Regions from separate parts of the Oryctolagus cuniculus genome. Here region 1 is linked to region 2. Evidence: chromatin contacts called from public Micro-C data. All regions are on one chromosome and are shown on one strand. Each heading gives the region's core, a stretch centred on a gene start, on an enhancer-like site or on the middle of the called end of the contact. The rest is flanking DNA. Distances are from core to core; before and after follow the strand shown. Region 1 overlaps ITPR2 (inositol 1,4,5-trisphosphate receptor type 2). Region 2 holds the start of BHLHE41 (basic helix-loop-helix family member e41).

What was found. A called contact is a pair of places that touch in the nucleus more often than the background predicts.
Region 1: a contact with region 2 is called in a Micro-C map of ear pinna, with 6 times the contacts expected there. The contact joins the enhancer-like site here to the promoter of BHLHE41 in region 2. A contact is called at or near these places in 5 of 6 Hi-C or Micro-C datasets (ear pinna, embryonic fibroblasts, psoas muscle and 2 more).

The regions. Positions count from the first base shown.
Region 1 is chr9:123,741,272-123,745,547 of mOryCun1.1, forward strand. All of the region lies in intron 37 of ITPR2 (inositol 1,4,5-trisphosphate receptor type 2), which reads right to left. Among named protein-coding and RNA genes, the nearest start is that of SSPN, 330 kb to the left of the region's middle. Within about 2 kb of position 1,955, at least 5 of the 8 cell types and tissues checked have an H3K27ac peak or open chromatin away from gene starts, as enhancers often do. A contact at or near this core is called in ear pinna, where this site is marked.
Region 2 is chr9:123,348,590-123,352,699 of mOryCun1.1, forward strand. It overlaps BHLHE41 (basic helix-loop-helix family member e41), which reads right to left and starts at 1,257. Exons shown (of 5, transcript XM_051850356.2): 1 at 831-1,257; 2 at 606-669; 3 at 194-301. The coding sequence starts at 892. LOC108176986 (a long non-coding RNA gene) reads right to left here. Exons shown (of 3, transcript XR_001793695.3): 3 at 2,891-4,110.

The sequences.
Region 1 (4,276 bases), core at 705-3,204, 390 kb after region 2:
GCAAAGAGTTTTGAAATCCATGCCCAGTTTTTTCATTACACAATCTGCATGAACTGCGTAGTGATCCCCTTGCATACTATATATTAAAAAACCAGCCTTTCACTCTAGGTGTTATTAAACAAAATTTCCTTGAAATGTGGACCTGGCACCAGCCTGTGCCAGCACTTGGGGACCGTTAGCCAAGCAGGATGTGAACACTTGAGCTCCATTTTGGAGCTGGTATATAGTGACTGCCTAGCAATGTGGCCCTGGGCAGTTCCTCATTCCACCCTGTGCCTCAGTTTCTCCCTTGTGTAAACTGAATATTTATATGTGTGCATATATATATATATATATATATATATATATATACAGAACTGTAGACAGTAGGAAAAATTAAATGAATGGGAAAGTAGAGATGCCCACTCTTAAATATCCAGTCATGTTAAATCAGAGTATATGAGACTTCATTAAGCAAGTTTTTAATAAGGTTTTCTTTTTTTCATGCTAGTAATTATTATTTTTAAAAATTTTAACATGTAATCAATATAAAAATGGTTTTATAAATGTATGCTTCTGCCTTCCATTCCACAAGGGTTTGCACATTCTGAGATTCACACATAATAGCTGTGCATGTTTATGGAGCACAATGTGATAGTTGAACGCATCCGCACAGCATGTGCTGATCAAATCATGGCCATTGGCATTTCCAACTCCTTGTCTTTTCAGCCCTCCAACTCCACTGTTAGAAGGTCTCACATGATTTAAAAAAAAAAAAAAAAAAAAAAGTGAAGCCCTTTTGGAGCAAAGGAAAACGCCACAGCAGCACCAGTTCTGCCAGAGTGCACAACCACTTTACCCAAATCCACAGAGCCAAGTGCCTGAGCCCTGCTGGTCCAAGAGACAGAAAAGCACACCACACACCGTCTCAGCACCTTTGGTTCCAATTCAGTGTCCATCGGACCCCAGTCAACACGAACTCCTCACCTGTGTCTTTGGTTCTAAACTTAACCAAACTTAAATCCCAGCTGGAGGAAAATGAGGGTAGAGTGCTTCAGGAAAACCAATTCCACATCATGGATTTCGATTGGTTCCCAGTGGCTCCAAGACCCTAGTATGATAATCACCCTCAACTTCTTTCCCAAGCCCCAATTTCACTGCACCTGCTGTGACCTTTTTCATCCAGCCCAGATCTGCTTTTGAGAAAAGTTACCACAAGAGCTCAGCCAAGCAACATGGGGTTAATCTTTGATAGTTCCCAGTCCCTTATAATGATCAGCTACATCGTCACAAAGAAAAAAATTCTGCTTAAGATCTGAACACCCATTGAAAATCCCTTCTCACTGCTGTCCCCACGCCCTGCTCCAAATCATTACTCTATCAATTTCTTCAGTCACATTCATAGATCATGTCGTCACATTAAAAAAAAAAAAAAAAAAAAAAAAAAAACAGAAAAAGAAAACTGCTGGCAGCCTTTTAATCAGATTCTCCAAAAACAAAATAGCAAAATCTATTTAAAAACAAACAAACCAAAAAAAAATATTGCTAAATGTCTGTAAGAAAATATTTTTCGGTAGTCATCAGGGCTGATGTTTTTTTCCCTCTCACATTATTTGTCCAGGTTACATAATGGTTAAAATTCTGCTCTTCAGTGGCATGGTGATGTGTATATAATGCAAATATCCTTGCAGGAACTACAATGGTAATTTATCAATTTGTGTGCAGCTAATCAACCCATTTGCTTTCTAGTATAGCGCAGTAAAAGCTTATCTCATGCAGACTCACGGATCCCTCAAAGCAACCTAATTGAATTTCAGGGCCAAGAGCATTGCAGGCCACGTGACGGGTCTCCAGTGGAGCACGGTGCCAGACACTGCAGGCGTTACATAATCACATGCCGCTGCTGGCAGAGCCGCCTCCGTGGCTTGGCAGCCCGCGTCTCCCCAGCCATGCCCTGCAGCTCTAATCCGCACAGAGTGTTCACATGCACAGTCACATGTCTTCTGCCTTTCACAGCACCGAATGGAACAGGGACCACTGCCTGACCGCTAGACAGGGTTCATTAAAGCCAGTCACCGAGTACCTGAGATTGTATCAGGTCAGAACACACAGGAAATAATGAGGCTTCTGAGCCAGCAACAGCCAAAGGAAACTGAAGATTTTTCTCTCCTTTTCTTATCCAGTGAGTAAGGACACACAATGTTGTGCCTACTACTTCAGATGAATATCCAAACTGGGACGTGTGGGAATAATATATATGAGATACTACATAGAGTAGAACCAGTTGACCTCAGCCACAAGGGGAGTTGAGAGTCTAAGACTCATATAATCAACACGGTATTTCCAGATTTCAATCAGAATATGCACAATTATGAAACAGTAAGCATATCTAGTTCTCAAGTAATGCTATTAGATTTTTAAATACTGAGCTACTGTATATATATTTACATATATATACAACTAACCATTATCCTTGTTTTCTTTCAATTTTATTGCTAATGTTGTGCCCTAATATAAAAATATCTCTAAAACTGATAATACAGTATTGCAAAAAAAAAATTCCTACTTTTTTAACTTTTAAAAAATATACAAAACACAAGATCCTGAACTTAGATGCATGTCTGCAGATTCTTTCAAAAACAACTTCAGTTTAGTCCATACCAGCGTTGCTCAACAAAACTTTCTGTGATGGTGGGCCGGCGCCGCGGCTCACTAGGCTAATCCTCCGCCTAGCGGCGCCGGCACACCGGGTTCTAGTCCCGGCCGGGGCTCCGGATTCTGTCCCGGTTGCCCCTCTTCCAGGCCAGCCCTCTGCTGTGGCCAGGGAGTGCAGTGGAGGATGGCCCAGGTGCTTGGGCCCTGCACCCCATGGGAGACCAGGAAAAGCACCTGGCTCCTGGCTCCTGCCATCGGATCAGCGCGGTGCGCCGGCCACAGCGCGCTGGCCGCGGCGGCCATTGGAGGGTGAACCAACGGCAAAGGAAGACCTTTCTCTCTGTCTCTCTCTCTCACTGTCCACTCTGCCTGTCAAAAAAAAAAAAAAAAACAACTTTCTGTGATGGTGAAAATGTTATTAGGGAGGAAAAAAATGAAAACAAAGGAAACAAAACAAATGAAAGCAAAATACTCAAACAATATTTTTTTCTTATCCCAACATGTGTTTACCAACTCACCATATATTAAAATATTATCCAAATATTTACTTGAGCTAGTATGAGTTTAAAACTTATAATTATGAAATGTCAATTCAAAATATAGGTGAGACAAAAATAAAACATTTATTGTATAAAGCTTTAAACAAAGGAATGCTGAGTGGGATCAATCATTTATGAGATGATGACACCTACTGGTGAGTTGTGATATTGCAGCCTAGCTCTAAAGGCTCTGTCCATTTACCATCTCCTGGAAGAGGGAAGAAAAAAAAAAAACTTCAAAAGATTAAAATTTAAAATATAAACATCACTGGGGCTGGCACCATGGCACAGCAGGTCAAGCTGTGACTTGCAGCACCGGCATCCCACTGGGGCGCCAATTTGAGTCCTGGCTGCTTCACTTCCAATCCAGTTCCCTGCTAATGCACCTGGGAAAGCAGTGGAAGATGGCCCAAGTGATTGGGGCCCTGCACCCACATGGGAGACCCAGAAGAAGCTCCTGGCTCCTGGCTTCTGCCTGGACTAGCACTGGTCATTGTGGCCATTTGTGGAATGATCCAGTGGGTAGAAAATATCTCTCTTTCATATAAATAAATATTTTTTTTTAAGTAAGCATCAATACCACAAGGAGAACATGGGCAAGGGAGACAATGGCTGGCGAAAGCCACTCTCCATTCCTGACGTTCCCACATCCAGACTTCATGCCCCTCCCTCTTCAACAACTCCCTCTGAACAATTTTCAGTTCAAGCTCTGTCACAGGAATAGACATCCCAACGTGTTAAAGAGGCGGAGACCTGGAGACGCACTGCAGAAACTCTTGCTCAGGAGCCACGGCACTACCTTGCTGAACCCTACAGGGCTTCTCCCAGGGCCACAGCCACAGGATTAACCTGGGCGCCACCCCAATGAAACGCTTCCCTCCGTGACTGCAAGGTGTACCCCTCCCTGCAGACTGCATGGTGCAGCCCCCTGTCAGACAGCTTTCACCCTGCACATTTATGCCCTAGCACCACCGACACAAGACCTGTCCCACATGGACAGACTGCTTTCAACAGGACTGGTGCTCCAGGTACCCGGCTCGCTGTCCTCGTCCTGAACCAGTTTTCCATTGCCCTTGGCCTCCACGCCGTGAGGTCTCTTTTCC
Region 2 (4,110 bases), core at 7-2,506:
CTGAGCCTGCGTCCCAGCGGCCAGGTTAGAAATGCCTGCCTGCCTGCCTTAGCTGGGAGCCCTACTCTGAGTCTACGGCACAAGTTGTATGGCAGGCCTGGAATATTTACATTGATTCCTCTCCCTCCGGGAGTCCTCCCAGGCTACCCACACGCCCTTGGAGAGCACCAGAGCGTGGAAATGTGCGTCTTACTGTCAATTTCAGATGTTCAGGCAGTAAATCTTTCAGCTGAGCGATGCACTCATTAATTCGGTCTCTTCTTTTCTTTTCTATCAATCTGTGCGGTAATTTGTAGGTATCCTTAATGTGTGCGAGGCGTGGGAGAGGGAAAAAAAACAGTAAGCTGAATATTCACTTTCTGGGTACAACATCCCCCTACCCCAGCGTCCCCCCCATACTTATGTGATAAACTATGCCCAAGAAATCTCTTTTCTTCTGGACTGTTCTGAAATGCGATTTAAATTCAGGTATGATGTTTGGTATCCCCCTGAGAACAGCCAGTAAGGCTACTTAAAATTCAGTTGGGCAGAGCTTCCCTGTGAAATCAATGGCCCTAATTAACTATCCAGGCAGGTTATGCGAAACATGGGAAACTTAGACTTACCTTGGTGTCGTCTCGTTTCATGCCCCTTTTGGGCTTGCACATATACAAAGAGGAATAGTCCAGTCTGCAAAAACAGAAATCAGCAATCAGGCACCATTCGGGAAGGGGTTCTGCCCTCGCCCGCTCCATACCACTTTCTGGAAAAGCAGCAAAAAAATTTAAAAATTAAAAAAAAAAATCAGACCGAAGCCTAGACAGGGATTCGCAAGGGTGCGTGCACCTTACCCTATAAAATCTCTATGTTCCAGTAACTGTCTCTCTTGCAAATGCGGAATTCCTTCGTCCATGTTCGAGCGGTCCGTGGCCTCGGCTTCGGTTCGGGGGGATCCGCGCGTCTCCAGGCGCTCTCTCGCTCGCTCGCTCTCCCTCTTCAGTGCGGTGTGGAAAGTGTGAAGCAGCGGGCCCCCCCGCGCCGCCCGCCCGCCCGCTCGCACACACGCGCGCACACACGCGCGCACGCACCCTCGCCCGGCCCCGCTGCGCGGCTACTTTGCTCTCACTCCGGGCAGTGTTTGGCCACAGGGCACGCGCGTCGCCGGCCAGACCAGCACCCAGCTCACGTGCGGAACGTACCATCCGCGGTCCAGCCCGGAGGGGGGCGGGCGAGGAGGGGCCGCGCCGGGAGGGGGCGGCGGGACACGGCGGCGGGAGGGGGCGGGGACACCTGACCAGGGCCACCGGAAAGGAAAAACAACTTCGGCCAAGCGCTTCGTCTCCCCGGAGGCGCTGCAGGCGGCGGGGGGGGAGGGGCGGGGAGGGCGCGGGGGGTGCGGGGCGGCCCCGCTTCCCCGGCTCGGAAACGCGACTCTCCCCGTGCGTCCGTCATTACGGTGCAGAAACGTGAACGTGGCTTTTTTTTTTTTTTAATTTTTTATTTTTTTCGCTTTCCACCGACTGTGCCGCTGGCTTGGAGCGGAGAAAGGAAAAGAGAAAGAGCCTTCGCGGCGGGTCCCACTCCAGGCCCGAAAGAAAGCTGCAGACTTTGCGCCCCCGCTCAGCGGCCTGGAAGGGAGGACCCCTGGGCGCTGGGGGCAGGTTCCCCTCACCCCCCGCCCCAGGAAAGGGGGCAACTGGGCATCAGCCCCCGGCCCCCTGAAGGGCTTCAGATGCATGAAAACGCAGTCACTGGGACCGAGTGTCCCTGGGCCACCTAAACTTCCCGCAGCGGCCGGAATTGCGGTGCCACTCATCACAGCCGCAGCTGACGCCGCCCGGGGCCCCGTGGGCTCCCGGAGGAGCGCGGGCGGGGGGCCGGGGCGGGAGGAGGCGGGGGCTCCGGCAGTGCGGCAGTTGCCGCCCGCCAGCCCCCCGCGCCCCGGGCGGCGCCCGCGTGCGATCAGCCACGCCGGGCGTGTGCAGAGCCCACGCATACTACCGCTGGCACCTCCACAGCCTCCCTCCTTAATCCCGTCTCCGGCGGGTACCAGCACAGGGCCAGCAACGTGAGCCGACCTGCCGCGCTGCCACATCACTGCGCGGGGAACCCGTGCGCGCGCGCGCCCTGCAGCCGCGGCGCGGGGCGCGGGGAAGCACGGGCCGCGCCACCTCTCGCCGGAGCCACCCGCGAGCGTGACTCACGGCCAGCGGGAGTCGCCGGGAGACGCGCACTGCCCGCGCCGCGCCGCGCCGCGCCCGGCTGGGGGGCCTTGGAGGCCGCGGAGAGCGCGTCCTGCGGGACTCCCGGGTCTGCGGCCCCGCTGCCGCCAGCTCCTGTCTCATGACGCACGTTCACAGATAACGCTGCTGACAGTTTATGTAGCCATACATATATAAACAAATGTGGATCTCCCGCGGGCTGTTCCTGCGCCCAGCCCAATATTTACACTCTCCCCGGTCATCTGCGAAAACACTGGTGACGGCCAGTGGCACGTGAGCCCCGGGGAGGCGGACGCCGCCTGCACACGCACCGGGGCGCAGCAGGGAAGGGGGCCGTCGCTACGTGTCCCCCGGCCCGCCCCGCCGCGCGCGGGTTCCGGGCGCGGATCTGGGTCGCGGCGAGCGCGAGTCACGTGGCTGCGGGAGTCGCGTCTCCTCCCCGCCTCCGGGAGCCGCCCGGGCCGCGGCCGCGCCGCGCTGCTGCAGTCTCCCGGGTCCGGGGCGGAGACGCGCGCCGCGTCTGGCTTCGTGACTCGCGCGCCGGCGGCCCGGGCTCACCCCGGCGGGAGGAGACGCTCGCGGGCCGCCGGGTTCCCGTGGGAGGCTTCTGGCCGGGCTTCAGCTTCTCCAGCGGGGGACGTGCTCTGCACCAAATAGGCAGCGGAATCAGCATACAAAGTGAAAAGGCATTTAAAAAAAAATGCTGCTTTTATTTCAAAACCCGATCCGCTCTTCCCCCGGTTTCCAAGCGGCTAGATGATTAATTCCCTCTGATGAGGAGGGCAAGTTGGAACCCTAAGAGCGGCTTCTCCCTGCGGCACTGTGTCATTTTTTCCTCTGCTTCTTAACGCACCAAAAAGTGAAAGGGGGGAAGGGCGGGGCGGGGGGGGGGAGGTGAGGTCACTAAAGTGAATAATTGAAAATTCAGGACCCCAGCCCCTTGTAGAGGGGAGTGTGTGTGTGTGTGTGTGTGTGTAAAATTTTGTTCCAGAACGCCACTTCACAAACGATGAATATATAGGGAGAACGCAATGAAGACAGGATCCTTGCATCCTGGCGGGGCCGCTGGAGCAGCGAGACAGCACGCAGGCATCCTGCAGGGCAAATCCGAGGGCCAAGTCCAGGGCTGCCCCACAACTGGTTGGGGCAGGAGGGACCCGGACCGGAGCCCTGAGCATCTAGGGTTCCGTGAGCAGGTGAACGCCCCACGATTTCAAGCAGGCGCTGTGCCCGCAAATGAAGCTTTCACAAAAACTTGTCTTCCCCTGCGTTCCGCTCCAAGCGTCCCTCTTCCCACAGCCAACATTTTTTGTTTTCCTTTTCCACACCTTTCCGCTGCTGATGCAAGCTCGGGCTGTCGACGCGCTCTTTGCCAACGTGTGATCTCCTTCGTTATTCTTGCTGCTCCTTTTCCTCTCTTCTTTTTCATGCTCACCGTTTTACTCATTCCCCCTTTCTTCTGTCTTTTCCTTCCTTTCCTTGTCTTTTTTCTTGTCCTTTATCTGTCTCTCTTTCCTCCCTCACTCCTCTTTTCCCTGACAACCAGGAGGTGGATTCGCAAAGTTAGTGGGAAATGAAATTGAAAGGTAAGACGTTTCTGTTACACAAACATTTGAAACCCATGCATAGTAGGCTTCTTGCATGAACTTTTTAAACACGCCTAGTATATAGCAGGATTAGAGCAGCAGACGCCATTCTAAGCCTCACACGGTGCACACATTCATCCTTTCCACAACCCTATAAGGTAGACGCTGTCACTGTCTCCATTCTAGATGACAAAATGCTTCCCCAGTGAGATTAGGAACCGTGTCCAAGTTCCCAGAGCCAGGTCCATGACCCACTGATGTGAACAGCAGGAGCCAAGGTGTGAGGGCTGAGCACCTGCCGTCACCGTGGTCTTCGGTTGATG